2 separate regions of the Sus scrofa genome follow, and region 2 is linked to region 1. Evidence: chromatin contacts called from public Hi-C data. All regions are on one chromosome and are shown on one strand. Each heading gives the region's core, a stretch centred on a gene start, on an enhancer-like site or on the middle of the called end of the contact. The rest is flanking DNA. Distances are from core to core; before and after follow the strand shown. Region 1 has its middle 9.9 kb from the start of RFPL4B. Region 2 has its middle 49 kb from the start of HDAC2.

Region 1 (3,971 bases), core at 536-3,035:
TGGTATGTAATGATGCATCTTTTTAACCACATCTATGTATAGATAGATAACAGAGGACAACATATTTTGGTCTGTTTTTAGACAGCTTCTTTTCAGAACCCTCATACCATTTAATTGCTCATTTCTTAGAATAGTACCAAAGACCTTTGCAAGCAATGTCAACTATTCTATCCTACATGAATGGAATGGAAATAACTGGTATAGTTTTATTTCCTAACCAAGCTCTCCCCTGTCCTAAAATAATTCCAATTATCCATGACTGTTCACAGGAAGTGTCCAACAAGTATTAAGAATTGATAGCTTGTAATGAATTTCTTTCTTTCTTTAGCTTTTTAGGGCCACACCTGCAGCATATGAAAGCTCCCAAGCTACGGGTCAAATTGAAGCTGTAGTTGCCAGCCTATACCACAGCCACAGCAACACCAAATCTAAGCCTCATCTGCAATCTACACCACAGCTCACAGCAATGCTGGATCTTTAACCCACTAAGCAAGGCCAGGGATCGAACCCTCATCCTCATGGATTCTAGTGATCCTAGTCGGATTCATTACCACTGAGCCACTACGGGAACTCCTATAATGAATTTCTTTACTGATTCATGTTCTCCTACCACAAACAATGTATTAATATGCCCCTGTATCCCATGCCTCTGCTATAGATGCCAATTAGGCATCTGAGCATCTCTACAGATGTGAGGTAGCTTCAGTTCTGATTCTCAAGGTCTGGGCTGCAAATTTGGACATGGAAGGGGTTAACCTGCACATGTAAATGGTAACTGGAAGATAGGGAAGTGATTGGGATTGCCCATGAAAGGTGTGCAAAATAAAAAGGAAGGCCTAGGACAGAACCCTGAAAAGCAACAGCATTTAAGGAAAAAGGAAAAGCAACCCGCAAAAGAGACTATGCTAAAGACTCTGAGGAAAGAGATCCCTGCAATCAACAACACAATTCTGGAATCCAATGGCTTCCAGTCCAACAGAAGCAACTCTAAGAATGCCTTGCAGTTCAGCCGAACTTGGGCTAGAAGAAAAGAGTCAGGTCAGGAAGAGCCAAAGCAGGAGTTCCAGGGGACCGTGTAATTGGATACAGGTCTAAACTCTAAATGGACAAAGAGGTCTGCAAAAGTAAATATGAGGTAGCGTATTAGTCCGAGTGAGAAAGGCCAGGCAGGCCACACACGCTGCAAAATGGAGGTCAGAGCAAAGCTTCCAATTCAAGGGCAAAAACCCAGACAGGAGGGCAGTTTGAGAGTGCAAGCGTGCATATGTGTCTACTTAAATTATTAAGTCTCGGTGTAATTGTTATACACAGTGTATGCATAACATCTCTCCTTTCCTTTAAGAGTGTCTATTCTAGGGAAATTCTCTTTTTTAAAAATATCTGTTACTTGTTTTGGCCAAGATCTCCTTTGCTAGCATTTAAGAATAAGCAGCAAATTAGAAATGATTTCTTTGCTTATTAATGAAGTAGTCACAGTTTTAAAATCTTCAATAAAACTTTTCCAGATGCCTATCTCTTCTGTAATAAAAATTTTAACATATCTTACATAATTTTTAGGGCTATTGGAAAATAATTAGCAAGTTTTAGGGGAGATACTACGCAAAAACATTAAAATGCTTTAAAATAACCCAAGAACAGTCGCCTGATTAACATGGCCTTGAGATGAACAAATTAGTCCACCCATGTTGTTGAAAAGTCAAATCACTAAAGTATATCCAGCTGGCGCTAATGAAATGTCCAGAGGACTTAACTGTAGTTTCCCAGAGTGATCTTGGGTTAGGGATTAATAAAAAATGAAGTGCAGGGAGGTCAGCACATCATATAACCAAAAGATTATTCCATGCATTGAAGAGTTTTCAAGTACAGATTTTTTTTTTTTTCAGGCTTAAAGACACTTAAGATTCTTTTGGTGTCAAAACAGTTCAAATCACTGATTTGGCAAAACTAAGTTTATGTAGAGAAATCATTTCCTAGGAGGATAACCTCTTCCTCTGGGCTGGAAAAAAACAACACTCCTGTCCAGAGATTACATTATCTCCCAGTCCGTTGCCCCTGCAAGGCTGAGGCAGAATCTGTGTAGCACAGCGCCATCTACCGCGTCTCTGAGGGAACTGGAGCCCCAGCCCGCAATATTTTTCATTCTAACCTTGATGGCAATCAGGAAACCAATCAATGAGTGTCACTTCCCTTCCACTTGTGGGAGGTTTTATGAATATTACAAAAAGATATAAATGAGAGATGTGAACTTATGCAGTTAGAGCCATCGAGATCAATAGGATGATTCTTTTAGGAACGGTGCAGTAAAATTAGACAAGAAATTGTCTCACTGAGGGAAATCAGTGAATAAAATTCGTGATCCCTTTTCTTGATAGAGAACAGGCAAAAAGCCAATCCGTTTTGGATTTTTAAAAAAATCCAGTCCCAAATACTATAAAATTGGGTTGCAATGATCATTGTATAGCTATACATGTAATAAAATTCATTGAGTAATAAAAAAAAAAATCCAAACCCAAAGCTCACAACTCTAAAATGACTGAATTAGGTATATGTAGAGGAAAGGAAAATTTTCATGTAGATCTGTTTTATTTGCCTTCTAGGATTATCAGTTCAAAGGTCAGCAGTTTCTATTTGATCCATCCTCTTCCATTTTTTCATCTTGGTACCTAACTTCAGGTCCTTTCTCTGCAAGAATGAGGCCAAAGGAAAGGAGACAATGCATACCACAGAAATGTCACATATGGGTTTAGTTAACTGAGATTGTTAGCATTCTGATAGGTGAGTGGGGAAAGAGATTTTGAAATCCAAATAGAATTTCATTATGGATTTAATTACCAAATCACCAATACTATAATAACTGAATACTGGGTGAATATCAATTTAATAGTTAATTAGACTCTGTGCCTAGTACATGGTTGGCACACACTTGTTCCTAGTACTAGTGACCCCTAGTAAGATCAGCTTTGCTAGGAGTCTGCCGACTGCTGAGAAACTCTGCGCATTAGCAGAGAGCTTGAAATGCCACGATGCCAAATACCCTTTCTCCTAACATGATAGGCACGGTCCATAAAGATTCCTCCAGGGAGAATAACAGTATAAGATGACTCCTTGTGTAGGTGAGTAAGAATTCAGTCTCTGAGAAACAAGTGTCTGAAAAGAAATAGGAATCACAGCAGCACAGTGTGGAAACAAGCCAGGGCACTGAGAAACAGGAACTCCCACTGTGTGATTTTCTGAGTTGGGTATTTCCCTCTTATTCTTTAGTCCAAAAGGGCTCTAGTATGACTTTTTTCTTTTTTCTTTTTTTTTTTTTTTTGGGGCTGCACTTACAGCACATGGAAGTTCCCAGGCTAGGGGTTGAATCAGAGCTATAGCTGTCAGCCTAGCCATAGCCACAGCAGCCTCAGACCCCAAGCCGTGTCTGTGACCTACACCACAGCTCAAGGCAACACCAGATCCTTAACACTAAGGGATGGAACTGACATCCTCTTGGATACTAGTTGGGTTCCTTACCGCTGAGCCACAATAAGAATTCCTGCCTCTTGGGTCTTAATTCTCACCATTTTCTTCATTTATTCTCCATACAAGGCCCTTCCTTCAATTCCGTTATTTGCTAAGACCCTCCCCAGTGCCAGAGCATGCACTGATGGAAGGTTTTTTTGGCCTGAAAGGCTCCTCCCTCCCTTCATCCCATGTTTATTTCTCCCTGTCCTATAAACATGATTTCTCCTGCAAAGCATCCCCTCAGCCCAGACCTAAGTCTTAGGCCTTTGATAAACTCTCATCAAACCTCATTCTTGTCCCTTGGAGCACTTATCCTAGTATATTATTGTTCTATCTTTACTACTATCAAATGATCAAATTATTGAAGGTGATTATTCATGTATAATCCTCACAGACTATGATTTCCAGGAGGACAAGAGAATTTTCTGCTCACATTTATATTCTGAACAGTTCACCAGCATCAGCTTCAT
Region 2 (4,039 bases), core at 646-3,145, 1.6 Mb before region 1:
GCTTCAGGGGAACCCAGCTGCCTTGTAAGAAACCTGACCACCCTGTAACTGCCCTGCTGGAAAGGTCCCTACAAACACTCCAGTTGAGAGTCCTAGCTGAGCCCAGTCTTTCAGCGGCCCTCCCCACCCCCAAGGCACCTGGACACATGAGTGAAGCCATCTTGAAACCTCTGGCCCAGCCCATGCCCAGTGAGCGCCGCTGAGTGACTTCAGGCTGTCTGGGCAGGAGTGAGAGAGTTGCTCAGCTCTGTGGATGCCCCTCAGCCTGCTCAGACTCTGACAACCCACCCTGAGGCTCCTCCAGCTATGGGTACCCTCCTTGGCTCAGCCTTGCCTACAATTTTTCTTCAGAAAGAGAAGGAAAAGAAAGGGAATGGGGTGAGTAAAAGGCCAAACTTGGAGTCCTATTCTCTGTCACTATTAGTGCCTGATTTAAGGCAAGTTATTTCACCTCATCATTCCTTAGTTAGTTTATTAAGTATTAATTTTTATGGGGAAATAAAGTGTCTTTTGTGTGGCCAGTACATCAGAGAAATGGATGTTCATGGGCTCGGTGTGTTCTCATCTTTGAATATCTTTTTTTTTTTTTAATTTTTTTGTCTTTTTGCCATTTCTTAGGCTGCTCCCACGGCATATGGAGGTCCCCAGGCTAGGGGTCTAATCGGAGCTGTAGCTGCCAGCCTACACCAGAGCCATAGCAACAGGGGATCCAAGCCGTGTCTACGACCTACACCACAGCTCACGGCAATGCTGGACCATTAACCCACTGAGCAAGGGCGGGGATCAAACCGCAACCTCATGGTTCCTAGTCAGATTCGTTAACCACTAAGCCACGATGGAAACTCCTCATCTTTGAATATCTTTCTCCTTCATTTCCTGTATTCAATCCATTGGGCTTTATTTGTTTCTTCCTTCACAGTATCTTTAAATTTTGTCTATTTAAGATCATATATTAACATTATATAGTAGGCATTTAAAATACCGTAATTCAGTCTTTTCAAGAATTATACAAGCTGGTTTCACATCCATTTTCTAAGTAGAGAAACATTTGGAGAGGTTGGGGGTCAGAGTTCCCAAGTGGTTGAGCGTTGATTCAAGCCTAGGCCTTTTTTACTCTGAAGTCTGCTTTTCCAAGGAGCATGTGCTGCTTTCTTTCAGTTCTACTGGAATAACCTTCCTCATTTTCCCCATGGACAACAGCCTCTTAGTTTACCTTCCTTTCCTCCAAGTTCTTTCTGCTTTAATCCACACTGCTCAACCCTATACCCTGTCACCAGGTTATCTTATACACATATACTGCCCAAATCAAGGTCCTTAAAAGCTTTTGATTGCATCTGGCAGGGAAGAGAGCTGTGAGGTTCTAGTGGCTTCACAGGACTTTGTGGGGAGAATTTTTCTGCACCCATTAAAATTTTCTAAGAAAAAAGTGTTTGTGAATTATCAGAAGAATATGAGACAGTTAAGACCTTCCAGAGCACTTGAATGCAGGTCAGTGGAATCTAGAGGGCATGGGACATGCGGACGGGATGAGCCAGGGATCCGGTTATTGCTGCTCTCTGTTCCCTCTTGCACGTCAAGGGAAGGTGCGTCCCTCACCACCGCACAGGAGGCCAGGTCTGGGAAACCTACCAACAGTCCACGATGGAAACTGGAAAAGGAAACTGATGTTTTGATTAAGCGAATATTTGAAATTATTTCATTCCAAAGAAAAATACCCCAATTAAAGTGCCAAGCATTCAGTATTCACAAACAGAAAACAGATGCAACATGTGTTCAGTTTGAAACTGACTTGGGAATAACTCTCCCGAAATTGAATGTGGACATATTTAAACAATGTAATTCATAGCAGAGCTCTGGAGGGTTTTCTAAGAGGAGACAAAGGAGTACTATACACACACATTTAGCCATCCCTAGAGTATGGGCATGACCAAATGTAATAAATACATGTCCGCTATTTAGCTCTGCAATTTCCACATGTTTTTTAAGTGACTACATTGCTGATTACATAAGACACTAAAATCTTTTTGGAAATATGTATAGTCATAATGATTTTAGAACCAAATTATAAACATGATTAATGATTGGAAAAAAAAACTTTTTCTGATTCTCAAGTTCCATGCTATCCTTAAAAAAAAAAGAAAAAAAAATCTCTGCTTCCCGCTTTGGAAAGTGAACTTGGAGCCACATTTACTTTCTCTTAGAAACTTCAAAAAATTTTCTCGTCCTTTGATCCTCTTAGGAAAATGGATTTTATCACTCTGAAGAAAATAAAATTCTCAAGGTTCTTGTATCCCTATTGCACAAATATAAAAGTATTTTTGGAGTACAAAAATAGGATCATAGTTTTTTGAAAATAGCTATCAGGGTGGCTAGATTTTAGGTAATCTTCCATCCAAGTGAATCAAAAAGTTTTGGTATATCCATAAAAATACTTCTACATAGTTCTAACTGGAAAGGTGATGGTGGATACCAAATGGTAACATTTTACAGTCAGTACGATCATCAGTATTTTGTATGTTTTTTTTCCAACAAATGAGAGTTCTCATTCTGAATGTGCAGTTTTAGCAACACTTCTCACATTCAAAATAAATTTCTGTAGAATCTATTCAACGAATACATATTGAATGCTCCCTGTGTACAAAACATTGTATACTGTGCTGTTATGAACAGTATAATGTTTAAACTTTTATATTGGTTAATTCATGTGTTACTTTTATTCACTGAATTTTTTTTTTTTTTTTGGCTTTTTAGGGCCACACCCACAGCAAATGGAGGTTTCCAGGCTAGGGGTCCAACTGAAGCTACAGCTGCTGGCCCACGCTGTGGCCACATCAGATCTGAGGGGCATCTGCAACCTACACCACAGCTCACAGCAGTGCTGGATCCTTAACCCACTGAGCGAGGGCAGGGATTGACCCCACAACCTCATAGTTCCTAGTCAGATTTGTATCCACTGCTTCATGATGGGAACTCCCACTGATTTTTTTTTTTTTGAAACAAATTTTCCACCTGATTTTTTAATGCTACTTCCTCACTAATGTACTGTGCAATTGAGCATGTACCCCTGTGGTCCGAATTACTAAAAAGAATGGGTTGAAGATGGTAGATTTTGCATCTAATAAATTTTTTAATAATCAACCCTTTAAAAATGTGGAGTAAGATTAAATGTAAGTAAAACCAGGAACAGATAGATTTATTTTTTTAATGATTTTTATTTTTTTCTTTATAGCTCATTTACATTGTTCTGTCAATTTTCTACAGTACAGCAAACAGACCCAGTCACACACATATATACATTCTTTTTCTCACATTATCCTCCATCGTGCTCCATCATAAGTGATTAAATCTAGTTCCCAGTGCTATGCAGCAGGATTTCATTGCTGATCCATTCCAAAGGCAATAGTTTGCATCTATTAGCCCCAGATTCCCAGTCCATCCCACTCCCTCCCCCTCCCCCTCCCCCCCTTTCCCTTCTGCAACCACAGGTCTATTCTCCAAGTCCATGAGTTTCTTTTCTGTGGAAAGGTTCATTTGTGCTGTATATTAGATTCCAGATATAAGTATGGTATTTGTCTTTTTATGACTTAGTGTGAGAGTGTCTAGTTCCATCTATGTTGCTGCAAATGGCATTATTTTGTTCTTTTTTATGGCTGAGTAGTATTCCATTGTGTATCTATACCACATCTTCTTAGTCCATTCATCTGTCGATGGACATTTAGGTTGTTTCTATGTCTTGGCTATTGTGAATAGTGCTGCAATGAACATGCATGTTCATGTGTCTTTTGCAAGGAAAGTTTTGTCTGAATATATGCCCTAGAGTGGGATTGCTGGGTCGTATGGTAGTTCTATTATTTAGTTTCCTAAGGAAACTGCATACTGTTTTCCATAGTGGTTGTTGTACATTCCCACCAACAGTGTAGGAGTTTTCCCTTTTCTCCACACCCTCTCCAGCATTTGTTATTTGTGTACTTATTAATGATGGCCATTCTGACTGGTGTGGGGTGGTACCTCAATAGTAGTTTTGATTCGCATTTCTCTA

What was found. Hi-C and Micro-C count contacts between places; a contact is called where the count stands out from the background.
Region 2: a Hi-C map of fetal skeletal muscle shows a contact between it and region 1, with 2.7 times the contacts expected there. The contact joins two enhancer-like sites. A contact is called at or near these places in 1 of 5 promoter capture datasets (fetal skeletal muscle) and 20 of 47 Hi-C or Micro-C datasets (adipocytes, adipose tissue, alveolar macrophages and 12 more).

Annotation. Positions count from the first base shown.
Region 1 is chr1:78,300,370-78,304,340 of Sscrofa11.1, reverse strand. No RefSeq gene overlaps it. Among named protein-coding and RNA genes, the nearest start is that of RFPL4B, 9.9 kb to the left of the region's middle. Within about 2 kb of position 1,785, at least 2 of the 83 cell types and tissues checked have an H3K27ac peak or open chromatin away from gene starts, as enhancers often do. A contact at or near this core is called in fetal skeletal muscle, where this site is marked.
Region 2 is chr1:79,850,632-79,854,670 of Sscrofa11.1, reverse strand. No RefSeq gene overlaps it. Among named protein-coding and RNA genes, the nearest start is that of HDAC2, 49 kb to the left of the region's middle. Within about 2 kb of position 1,895, at least 2 of the 83 cell types and tissues checked have an H3K27ac peak or open chromatin away from gene starts, as enhancers often do. A contact at or near this core is called in fetal skeletal muscle, where this site is marked.